Regions from separate parts of the Drosophila melanogaster genome. Here region 2 is linked to region 1. A link is a contact called in public Hi-C data. All regions are on one chromosome and are shown on one strand. The core of a region is the stretch at or near the end of the contact, and the rest is flanking DNA. Distances in the headings are between cores, read along the strand shown. Region 1 overlaps CG3635. Region 2 holds the start of RpL21 (Ribosomal protein L21).

Region 1 (5,683 bases), core at 1,177-3,676:
ATATTCTGCAGCAATGTGGCCCCAAATCCGTTCTTTGAAGCATCTAAGTGCAGCTCCGTTGATGCACCTCTACAATAAATCCTTAAAATAGATTCTTCACACAATTCACTCTTCAGATTCTCAATAGCTGCGTATTCTTTAGACTCCAATTTGAAGGTGGCATCCTTTTTTAATAGATTGGTTAAAGGTCGCGCAATGATGGCATAGTCTCTTACAAACTTCCTGAAGAATCCCGTTAGACCGAAAAAGGATTGAACAGCTTTCACATTCTTAGGTACTGCAAACTGCTTAACGGCCATGTTTTTTCCCACAGTTTTACCAAGTGAAACTCCATTTTGCTGCTCGCGTCGCTGTCACCGATAAACGCCATAGTTGTAAGAATAATACATATGTTTCTAAAATCAATTTTAAATTGAGGATCCAACTATGATGAACCTTAACAATAAAACACCGCTTTTATACATATGAAAATAAAATGGGTTTCCTTTAAAACGTAATTCATATACATATCAAACAATTCGTAAGATACTAGAAACCTACACCATCTTCATCGTATTTACGAATCTTCTGAATTATCTTATTATTAATAACCTCCTTTACATTGTTGGACCACAAAAAATCGTAATGGTTCCAGTCTCTGAATGGAATACGGTATAGTTGGGCGCATGGTAGGAGTGAGGCCAGATACTTCACATCCCCAACAGCGGACATATAGTCATTTTCGCTGTAGTACATATCCACACAGCTCTTAATGTATTGAACGTTGTAAGATGGAGGCGTTGGCTGCTGGTAAATGATTTCGTTTAGCTCCGGTCCATGATCATACTGTCGGAAGTCGCCTGACCTGTAAAGCTGGAGGTAGTGGATTACTTGGCTCGAAGATGCCCCTGCTGGGTGTGTTGCACAAACGTCCGGCAACAGAGTCTACAGGGTGTCAAGACTATTTAACAAGGTACGATCATTTAAGATCCATATGGCCACTAACCTGGTTCAAGTGTCGTGTTCCCCACCCTCCGATGAAGTCCAGCAGACCAGAGCACAGAAAGTTAAACATGGAGCTACTGGAACAGATGTGCTCACATATCAGTTTCTGTAAATTAGTAATAGGTAGCAGCTCCATACTTCCTAATACCCAGCTAAGAAAGGACGGCGTTCCCAGAAAAATGCCACCCAGCTTGGACAGAATAAAAGAGTGGTCACGCATGTAAGCTATGGGCGCCAATAGGTGCACGGAACGCAACTTTTCGTTGTACAAAGGCAGAGAAGACATAAGTACAAAGAACGCCGTGGTACCCTGCGAGTGTGCAACAAAATGCAAAGAGCTGGACTGACTCTTCGCCAGCGCATAGTCTAGCATGGCTGCGAGGTCATAGACACCTATCTCGTGCCAGCTGAAACGCCAAAAGTCGGACGTGTCCGGATGGATATGCTTGTGCTGCCGTGAGTACGTGTTGCCACGTGCATTGCCCAGCCAGACATCGTAGCCGGCGTCTGCAAGCATGTAGGCCAGAGACGCCTCTGGTCCGTTTATAATCCAGTCGTCGGAAGCACTCAGGATGCCATGTTGCAAAAACACTACAGCCCTTCGCCCAGCTCTATTTAGATGACTTCGGTTTGGGGATGATGGGATGCGGTAAATAGTAAGGATGTAGTCATCATGGGTGATGACTGTATGCTCTTCTACCGGGTAATTGTGATTGGAAATTGACGTAGCCTATCAATGATTTAAAAAAGTGATTGGTTATAAAGTTCTCAACTGCATGCTGAAGCTAATCAGACCCTGCAGTTAATTATATACAATATAATTAAATGTTTGCAATATTTATATGTGAAAAAAAATATAATTTTATTTTACTAAATGATTACAATATTTAGATTTTCGAAGAAGACCGACCAATTACAATTAGGTCTCAAACTAAACTTAACTTCATACTCTGATCTGATTGACGTTCAAGCCTCGGTATCGAGCTTTTCTGATATGGACTTTAGACTTTAGGGTTCTGATCATGAAGAGAAAGGGCTTTGCGTTTCTCTTAGAAGTGCATTCGCTCTTGGATACAAGTGCTCTTAGATTCTTATAACGATGGGGTGAGGGGATGGATGTTTAGTCTACCAGTGGGTGACTTATCTAGAGTTGGGGTTTTTCCACTCTCGAGAAACATATGGTAGTCTTATTCTTATCTGGTATCTGTTGGGTATATCCGGAGTAGTGTAGGGTGTATTTGGTTGTACATGTTGTGTGTGTATTAGTGTGTAGGCATGTTCTTAAGTCATAGGGACTTATGGATATGTTACTATATATATATTAAAAACAAGCTTTATTTTCGGTTTCCCGCAACTGACTGAAAGAAGTAAGTGCTTCTGTAGGTAAATGAAACGTGCGTAGTAAACCTTAACCTTAACCAGAAAACCATCGATGCAACAGCGTCCATTTCAAATATTCCTTTTTCACATGGCTCTGACCGTCCGGCCGACGCTCTCAGCTTTACCAATTGTTTCCAGTACGGCAAGAGCCATCACACCATACTAGTGTTCGTAAACGAACGAACTAAATTGAACTATTCACCAAACTGAACGAACTGAAGTTCACTTAGTTCAATATAGTTGTAAACTCTTTATTATTTCATATTATTATTATGTCTAAGTAAGTACTAATAATATTAATTTTCATTGACAGCATTGTATGAAGTAAATTCATAACATTTTTTTTTTTTTGTGAAGCACCTTTAGGCAAGTTTAAAAAATGAACGATTGAACATAATAAACGACCTAGTTCATTGATTTTAAACGCACGAACGAACTTATTCCCCAAATTGATCTAGGTTTACCCAATACTACACTATCCCATTGCAACATCTCCTCCAAGTCCTACTCTAGCGCGACAACGCAGGCCGACCAACACAGCGCAGCTTACAGCTCATTTGTTTCTCGGAGACGCAACTTCTCAGTGGATTCAAGGATTGCAGTTAGCCGATTCAAACTTTACCCGCTGTGGACGGATCGTCGTCCCCGTGGGTGTGTATTTCATTCAACAGATTTCAGAGATTCGAAGAGGCACTCAGGAAGATAGGTTAGATTGTTTTCGGACCAGTGACTAGATCGGGGGTATACGAATTCGCCATGCGCTGTAATCTCGTGACGATAGACCAGATGGTGCACAAGTTTCCCGAAATAGATCACGTGCCCAAAGAGCGCCAACTAACTATAGAGGAAAAATGGTGTGAAAAACATTTTGTGGACACCCATGTTCGTCAGCCAATCGGAAATTACAGATCCGCCTGACGTTCAAAACTTTATATTTATATATGTCTAGATATATAAAAGACATATCGCCTTAAATAGTTTCCACGCCTTGAAACAAAAACTTTAGCAGAAAACACGTTAGCAGTATGCAAGTGCAATCGGGGAGTATTTTAAACTACACCAGATACATGATGACTTTCGGATCCGACCTTGTTTAACATGGCGTGTTCCACACTGAGCATAACAACAAGTGAGCATATGGTGCATGTGCCTGGGGATACGCCAGACAAGTGTCCCGGACTAGCACCTATAGCTATGTACATAGCGACCACCCCGGTAGCAATTCGAGTACTTGCTTGCCGGGCAAGCACTACCCCTTGCTGAGGAGCGAGATCTACCTAAAATCTCTTCTGCCACCACGATACTCCCACCACGGGCCTACCTTAATGAACAGTCTTGGCTAGCTGCACAACCTGTGGAACCGAAAAAAGGGGTTCGGTGGGCCTCCTCCAATTGCGCCGACAAGCATGGTTGGAGGAACCTATCGCTGTATTAGTCGCCTCTTACGACAAGCAACAGCGGACTGTGGTAGTATTCTCGCCTGCTAACCACACGGTGAGTACACCAGATACAGTAAATCGTTTCTCGTGAAGACAGCCATGTGTAACTTAACTCAAGGGGAGATCTGCATTTTCTGTAGCACAATTCACCACCACACAGTAATAAAAAAAGGAATTTAAGATATTTAAGCGCAATTTTGTGTAACGGCTCAACTGTACTGTACTACTCGTAGAAGCATGTCCTTCACTGCAGACAAGGATGACCAGCAGGCGCTAACTCATGCAAATTAACTTTTTGTGGTATAAATTTATTTAATTTTTATTTATTTCAAAAAAATAATTTTTTATTTTTAAATTTTAATATCATTATTGGTGTTAAACTTTTTAAGTTATCACTTTATTACAAGACACTTATTCTTATCTAGTGATTCATTTGTAAACCGTTCTTTTAATCCTCCCGAATCAGACTGATCTTCAAATTCTAAGTCCTAATCCAATCAACCTCGCCAAAAGCTTTTCCTTGAAACTTTCTGAACTTTCGATAAAAGCTTTATGCTGAAATTATTCCACTGCATTGTGAAATTCAATTATGCTGATCGATGCAGTTTTTGATTGAAGCGCAATAAGTTGGCTGTGGTTTGGTCTCCAAGCGGAAGCTATGTTTACGTTAAGTTTGGGTTGTTTATATTAGCGGGTAGCTAAGCGCTGGCAAAGGTAATGCCGACGAGATTGAGAATTAAAATTTGTTTATAAACTGTGGAAGGGTGCTATGTTTATGGGTTGGATAACTTCCACACTTTCTTATCGGAGACTCGAACCTGGCAGAACCAGAAGCCAGCACCCAGGATGAGACCCTTACACTCGATTTCTAGACGGACAACGGATCCTACGACGATGTTGTTCAGACTGGCTTAGACTCACACCAACTAGCACGTCCAAAATGGCGACAGGAAGAAACCAATTTAAAGGTCGGTGACAAAATATGTCGTTTACCCATCCCAAGCTATTCGGAAGTTGCTAAGAGCAAAGAAAAAAAAGTCAACACTCACGATGATATCAAATTCCCAATAGTAAACACTTACTTCTTGTTAGGTATCATCAGCAAGGATGGCTTCTTACTGGACGCAGTTTTGGAGGGCGGCATGCACGGACGATTATTCATCTATCGAAGAGAAGAACATATCTCTAAAAAGCTAGTCGCTCGCATACTCGCTTTTTCTTCACATTACATTGCTTTCGCTTTTAAGTTTTCGCCCCACAAATGAATCAATCAGATTATTATCAGCATATTTTGTTCAGCAATGCAGCAGCAAATCCTCGGAGATTAATTTATAGACCATCTTTGAGTCCCGTCAAATTCGGCGCAGTCACAAAATACACTTTAAAGGGTCGGAAACGCTTCCACCTATTACATACTTTTCAACGACCCTTGAATACCCCTTTACTCTACGTGTAAGGGATATAAAAATAAAATGAAAAATATCAATACAATTTTAACATGGGAGAATGCTAAGGTCGACTTCCGCGACTATCAGATACCCGATACTCAGCTAATGAAAATGACAACGCGAAATATCAGAATTTTTCTGGGATATCGATAGAATAAAATTATAAAATGTGGCAACATTTTTTTGGCAAATCGATAGAAATTTACAAGACTAATAAAAATAGGAAAAAATATCACAACATTTTGCAAAAGTGTGGGCGGTTTGTAGGCGTAAGAGTGCGCGTAGCAAAAAGTTTTTTTTGGCAAATCAATAGACATTTACAAGACTAATAAAATTTTGAAAACATTCAAAACATTTTTCAAAAGTGAGGGCGTGACAGTTTTGGGCTTCTTGTGGGCGTTAAAGTGGGCGTGCAACATGAATCAACTAACA
Region 2 (5,185 bases), core at 1,407-3,906, 66 kb before region 1:
CATTAGTTCGATACAAAATTCAGTATAAGCTTCGATTATCTCTGAACTTCTTTTCTTCCAGTTAAGGGACAGTAACGCCTCGACAACGGTTACAAATTCTGGAGTCAAATTATGAACAATTCGTTTAGCATCTTTTATGATTATTACAACCTCATCATCCTTAAAAAAAGAAATCAAACGTAAAGAATAACCAACAATTATGTTAATTTAACTTACGCTGAGTTCTGCTTCCCGGAGGAAGTATGTGAACTCCTTGACCAGATGGAAATTTCGTTCTTCTAGGGCAACGCGCACTGATTCTGCGAGCCCCTTCTCTTTGGGTGTGGAAAATCGAACTTTGTTGATGGCCACGGCATTTGCCTGATTTCGTTTTACGCCAGAAAACGTCTTTAAAATGGAAGTCACATCCGTCTTACTCGTGTAGAAGGACATATTAAATTAATAATAGCTTTATTTCTGTTTGAACTTAATGTTCGAAAGGATAATCCACACTGACGTAAAATGCATACAAATAAGTTCTAGATAATAAATTATTTTTGAAAGAGAATTTCATTTTTATTTTTAAAGCACAAATCGTAAGAATTTTACTTGGAAATATGCACGTTGTTTTGAGTTCCAATAATCAGTGTGGCCATAGAATTTCGAAAAATTATACCGCACACCCTCCATAAATACACGTTCTTTACTTTTGCTTTTTAACGTGCTCATTGAGCAAAATTTAATGTTAGTCTAAATTAAAAAACTCGTTTTATTTAACTAATATACTAACCCTCAAATTCTTTTTTCCAAGCCAAAGATAATAAATAGCTTTTTTTTTAAATTTTCATCACCTAGACGCATAGTTATTTCTAATCGGGACAGATTGACAGAGAAATTGCTATTTTTGCTTAATTTTGTATTAAAAAGCGTTCTGTCCTTGATGGTGGAAGAATATTTGACATCCCAGTTTAACCATTTTAAGGGGCTAACGCTACAGTCAATATAATAGACGTTTTAAATTTTCCGAAACATCGATATTTATTGTAGACTATGGATGCTATTAGGATCATCGCTATTCGAATAACAAGAAGAAGACCTAGAACGCTAAAGGTATGCCGAAGAAATACAAAATCAAATACAAAATGTACATATATAAAAAGATATCCTTAAAATGCAACTGTTTGAACAGCTCTCACTGATTTTTAATTTTCTAATATAACCAGTTATACCAGTTTAAATCTAATTGATTTTATATTGTAATTTTATTATACGTTTTATATTTAATTTATTCTACATATTAAATTAAATGAATTTAATAATATTTAAATCTTTTTTCTTATATTTCAAGTGTAAATGATAATATTAATTTTATTTTAGAGAACATCGGAAAACTTCGATGTTACATCCACGATTTTTGTGAAAAACATCGATGTTTCGCGCTGAAACTACTACAATCTTTGAAATTAGATTCCAGAAAAAAAAAAAACAATTTATCCTATGACGATGAATTATGCGGATCTCGCCTATATAGATTCATATATTTCTTATTAAACTATTTCATTACGCTAAGAAATGAACAGTGTGGCATGTACATATATGCTGTTAAATATTTATATGAGTGGCTTTTATAAAATTAATTATTAATTATTATTCGGTTTTTTTTTTACGATTTTTTCGATATGTAAAGCGGACACACGAAATGAAAAGTAAATGCCTTTTTTCATATTAAAACAGAACTTATTTACTCAAGAGAAGAAATAGTTTACTCAGTGGTCTATTGATGCTTATTGCACATCATAACAAGATCATTCTGCCACTAATTTATTTAATAAAATTTTTATTGCTGACGCCACTTCAGATTTGACTAACAAAATTTTGATGTCGGCAACAAAAGTTTGGATTTGTCAAGGGGTCAAACATTGTTGGTGAAACGAAACAGGCATATAAAATATATAGAAGGAATTCATTAATTTATTTAAAGGAGAGCCAATAGTGTTGTTTGTAAATAATTCTATTTGATTTAATTACTTAAGTGGTCAAAGTGCCACAAAAAAGAAATTGCGGACATCGTAATTAAAACTATGAAATATGTGGCAGCTATGTTGTCTGGAACAGCTTAAACAGCTGTTTACCGCTGAATGCATATTGCGATATCCAAACTATAGAACAAATTTTCCAAAAGCAGAGCACCTAAAAAAGAAATCAAAAGATTTTGGCTAAATCGAATTCGAAAAAAATTACGATTATCAGATCATGAATGACTTTTCTTAAAAGGGAGCAAATTAATACTGAGTAAGTCCCACGGTAGTAAAGACTTAGGCAGAACGGTTCCTGAAAATTAAAATTATTAAATGGGGCAGGACTTTATCTTCCTTAAGGTTATATGTATCTTCAAAATTGTATCAACAAATTCGCTTAAATCACAAATTATTCCCATAGCGCATATTAACGTCTTGGAGTTGAACACTTCTCTCAGCGATTATTTGTATCTAGACATTTGTATGTAGTGCAATTTTATATATAATGTTTTTATATAATGTAAATATATGTATTACATAAATATTGCATTAAATCCTTATTAATACCAAATATTCAGACTTGGGACTATTTTGCTTCTCTTAAAAGATTAAGCTTATTGTGTAACTTAGTGTGGACGGTACATAATATTTAGTTTCTAAACTCTTAATTGCTATCAGTGGCAACGCTATTCAAGTAGCCATCTTTCTTTCTTTTCTCAACTATACGACCGCGTGGACGTAAGTTCAACGAGTTTTGTTGAATATTTCTTCATTATGACTTGAAAAAGATCTAATAAGCCTCTTTTTTATAGGGGATTATAAATAAAAATGACCAACTCAAAGGGCTATCGTCGCGGCACACGGGACATGTTTTCCCGTCCCTTCCGAAAGCATGGAGTTATTCCGTTGTCCACATACATGCGGGTTTTCAAGATCGGCGACATCGTTGACATTAAGGGACATGGTGCTGTACAGAAGGGTTTGCCCTATAAGGCATATCATGGCAAAACCGGGCGCATATTCAATGTGACTCAGCACGCCGTTGGTGTAATAGTAAACAAACGCGTAAGAGGCAAAATCCTTGCTAAGCGGGTCAATGTGCGCATTGAGCACATCCACCACTCCAAGTGCCGCGAAGATTTTTTGCGCCGCGTAAAGGAAAATGAGCGATTGCTGAAGGAGGCGAAGGAAAAGGGACAATGGGTCAGTCTGAAGCGCCAGCCGGAACAGCCGAAGAAGGCGCACTTTGTTAAGAAACTTGAAGAACCGATTGCTCTGGCCCCGATTCCATACGAATTCATTGCCTAAAGGCATTTTACTGCTCGGAAATTGTACGGAATGAAATAATATTTGATATAATTTCAGTAAACAAAAAAAATGTGCCCAATATAAACAGACTTTGTAATTTTCATTTTGCAATAAGGTCGGCGTCCAACTAAAGTTTTGATCAGCGACAACGTCTGCTTATTATTGAAAGGTTTTTATGTTCAAAGTCATTTGATACTAATTACCTACCATTTTGAGTAAAATGTTCTCGACTTGTTTATTTATAAACATTTATTCACTCAAACCACAGTAGCTCACAGATTGTTTCTCGCAGTTGCGAAATTGCTGCTAGACTAAGAAAGATAAAATCAAATCCGTCCTCAAGGCTACGGCGAATATTTGATTACATTTATGTCTGCGGACAGTGCTGGAGTAATATATACGTGAGGGCATTTCCAGACGAGCCAAGTCTTGACAATTGCTGCTGTGGTTTGGCCTTTTCTACATTTTGCATCAGGCTTGTGGCCTTTCAGTGCCACATACGCCAACCATATCGTGATCTCCGTCATGCTCTCCCATAGGTTGTTTTGAAGCTCTGAAGTTGATCGACATCCATCAAAACTAAAATTGTTTAATTTGTGTGCGTTAGCAAAAACAACGTCGTCTCAGATCGGAATTGAAAGATCAGCTGTATTTAATTGGTTTATGAAAGAATTTTTTCGTAATACTCCACCATTAAAATGTATCTGGACTACTTTCGTCCTCGATCCTGGTGTTAATTTTGGAGCTGATAGCTTTAGGTTTTCCAAGCCTCTCGTGGTCGTTGATGTACGGATACGGCCCAAACGGACCGTGCAATATATTAGCAGCTGGGTTGGGCTTACAAATTTCTGCAATAAGCCGCAGAGAGATGGCATTTCGTTGAAATGTAATCAAGCTCGGAAACTCAGTATATATGTATTAGTATTACAAATGTATTAAATGGACAATTTATTAAATATAAATATACTACACAGAAAAGATGCAGCATTGAAATAGCACATTATTTGGTTTTTATACACGTATACACGTTACTCGTAGAGTAAAAGGGTATCCTCGAGTCGTTAAAAAGTATGTAACAGGGGGCCAACCCAGCCCTAATCGGTACCATGGGATGAGCATCGCTCATGCGAGGTAGGCCCCCTTCTGGGAGTTTCATGGTGGCTGTGGTTGCTTAAGCTAGAAGGATCTCCTTCACCAAAGGGGGTGTGTTACCCGACAAGTGTGCAACCGAATTGGTACCTCTGAGTTTACTCGGGGGGTATATGAGTGAAAGAGTGAACGCTGTTGTCGAGTTTCTTTCTTCTTTGTGGAATACCACTTAAGAATAAACTTGAGTAGTCTAGTAATAATGATATTAATTTATCTTGGTCTGGTCCACGTAAATCAGTATCGACACTAGCGAAATCAAATTTACATTCAGAAATCAAACAGGTGAAAAGGACTTTTCACTAAATATATTTAGAGCGTTAAATGTTATTGTAACTCCCATATCTTGGCTCAATATTTTTCGTCCAATTAAGATATCTTAACTTAATCACCTAAAACTACATGGAATAAAATTTCAAATGTGTGTTCGGTTAAGGTAACATTTGCCAATATCTGAGTAGTACTACAAACGTACTGTTTCCAATGCCTCACAATACAACTACATTGATATATAATAATATAAATATTAAAAATATATAATAATATAATTCAAAAAAAATTTTTTCAATGATTTCAAAGAATTGGTATACAAAATTATTGTTATTAAAAAACCCAATGCCCATATGAAAAATCACATCGATGTCATGTTACTGGCAGTAATACCAGCTTGAATAACTCACTCGCTTTAGCGCGATCGAGGACGACGGCGACTTTTTTGAGTACGTTCCCTGCAT

The links. A called contact is a pair of places that touch in the nucleus more often than the background predicts.
Region 2: a contact with region 1 is called in a Hi-C map of the Kc167 cell line, with 2.4 times the contacts expected there. A contact is called at or near these places in 20 of 107 Hi-C or Micro-C datasets (the Clone 8 cell line, the Kc167 cell line, the ML-DmBG3-c2 cell line and 7 more) and 4 of 7 datasets of targeted methods (all in the Kc167 cell line).

The regions. Positions count from the first base shown.
Region 1 is chr2L:22,178,769-22,184,451 of dm6, reverse strand. It overlaps CG3635, which reads right to left. Exons shown (of 3, transcript NM_136294.5): 2 at 986-1,714; 3 at 461-924. The coding sequence ends at 529. Among named protein-coding and RNA genes, the nearest start is that of CG3635, 6.2 kb to the right of the region's middle.
Region 2 is chr2L:22,245,346-22,250,530 of dm6, reverse strand. RpL21 (Ribosomal protein L21) reads left to right here and starts at 2,656. Exons shown (of 2, transcript NM_001299204.1): 1 at 2,656-2,735; 2 at 2,810-3,385. The coding sequence starts at 2,826. The coding sequence ends at 3,305. It overlaps Nubpl (NUBP iron-sulfur cluster assembly factor, mitochondrial), which reads right to left. Exons shown (of 2, transcript NM_001273759.1): 2 at 3,543-5,185. It overlaps Tif-IA, which reads right to left and starts at 655. Exons shown (of 6, transcript NM_176070.3): 1 at 217-655; 2 at 1-159. The coding sequence starts at 432.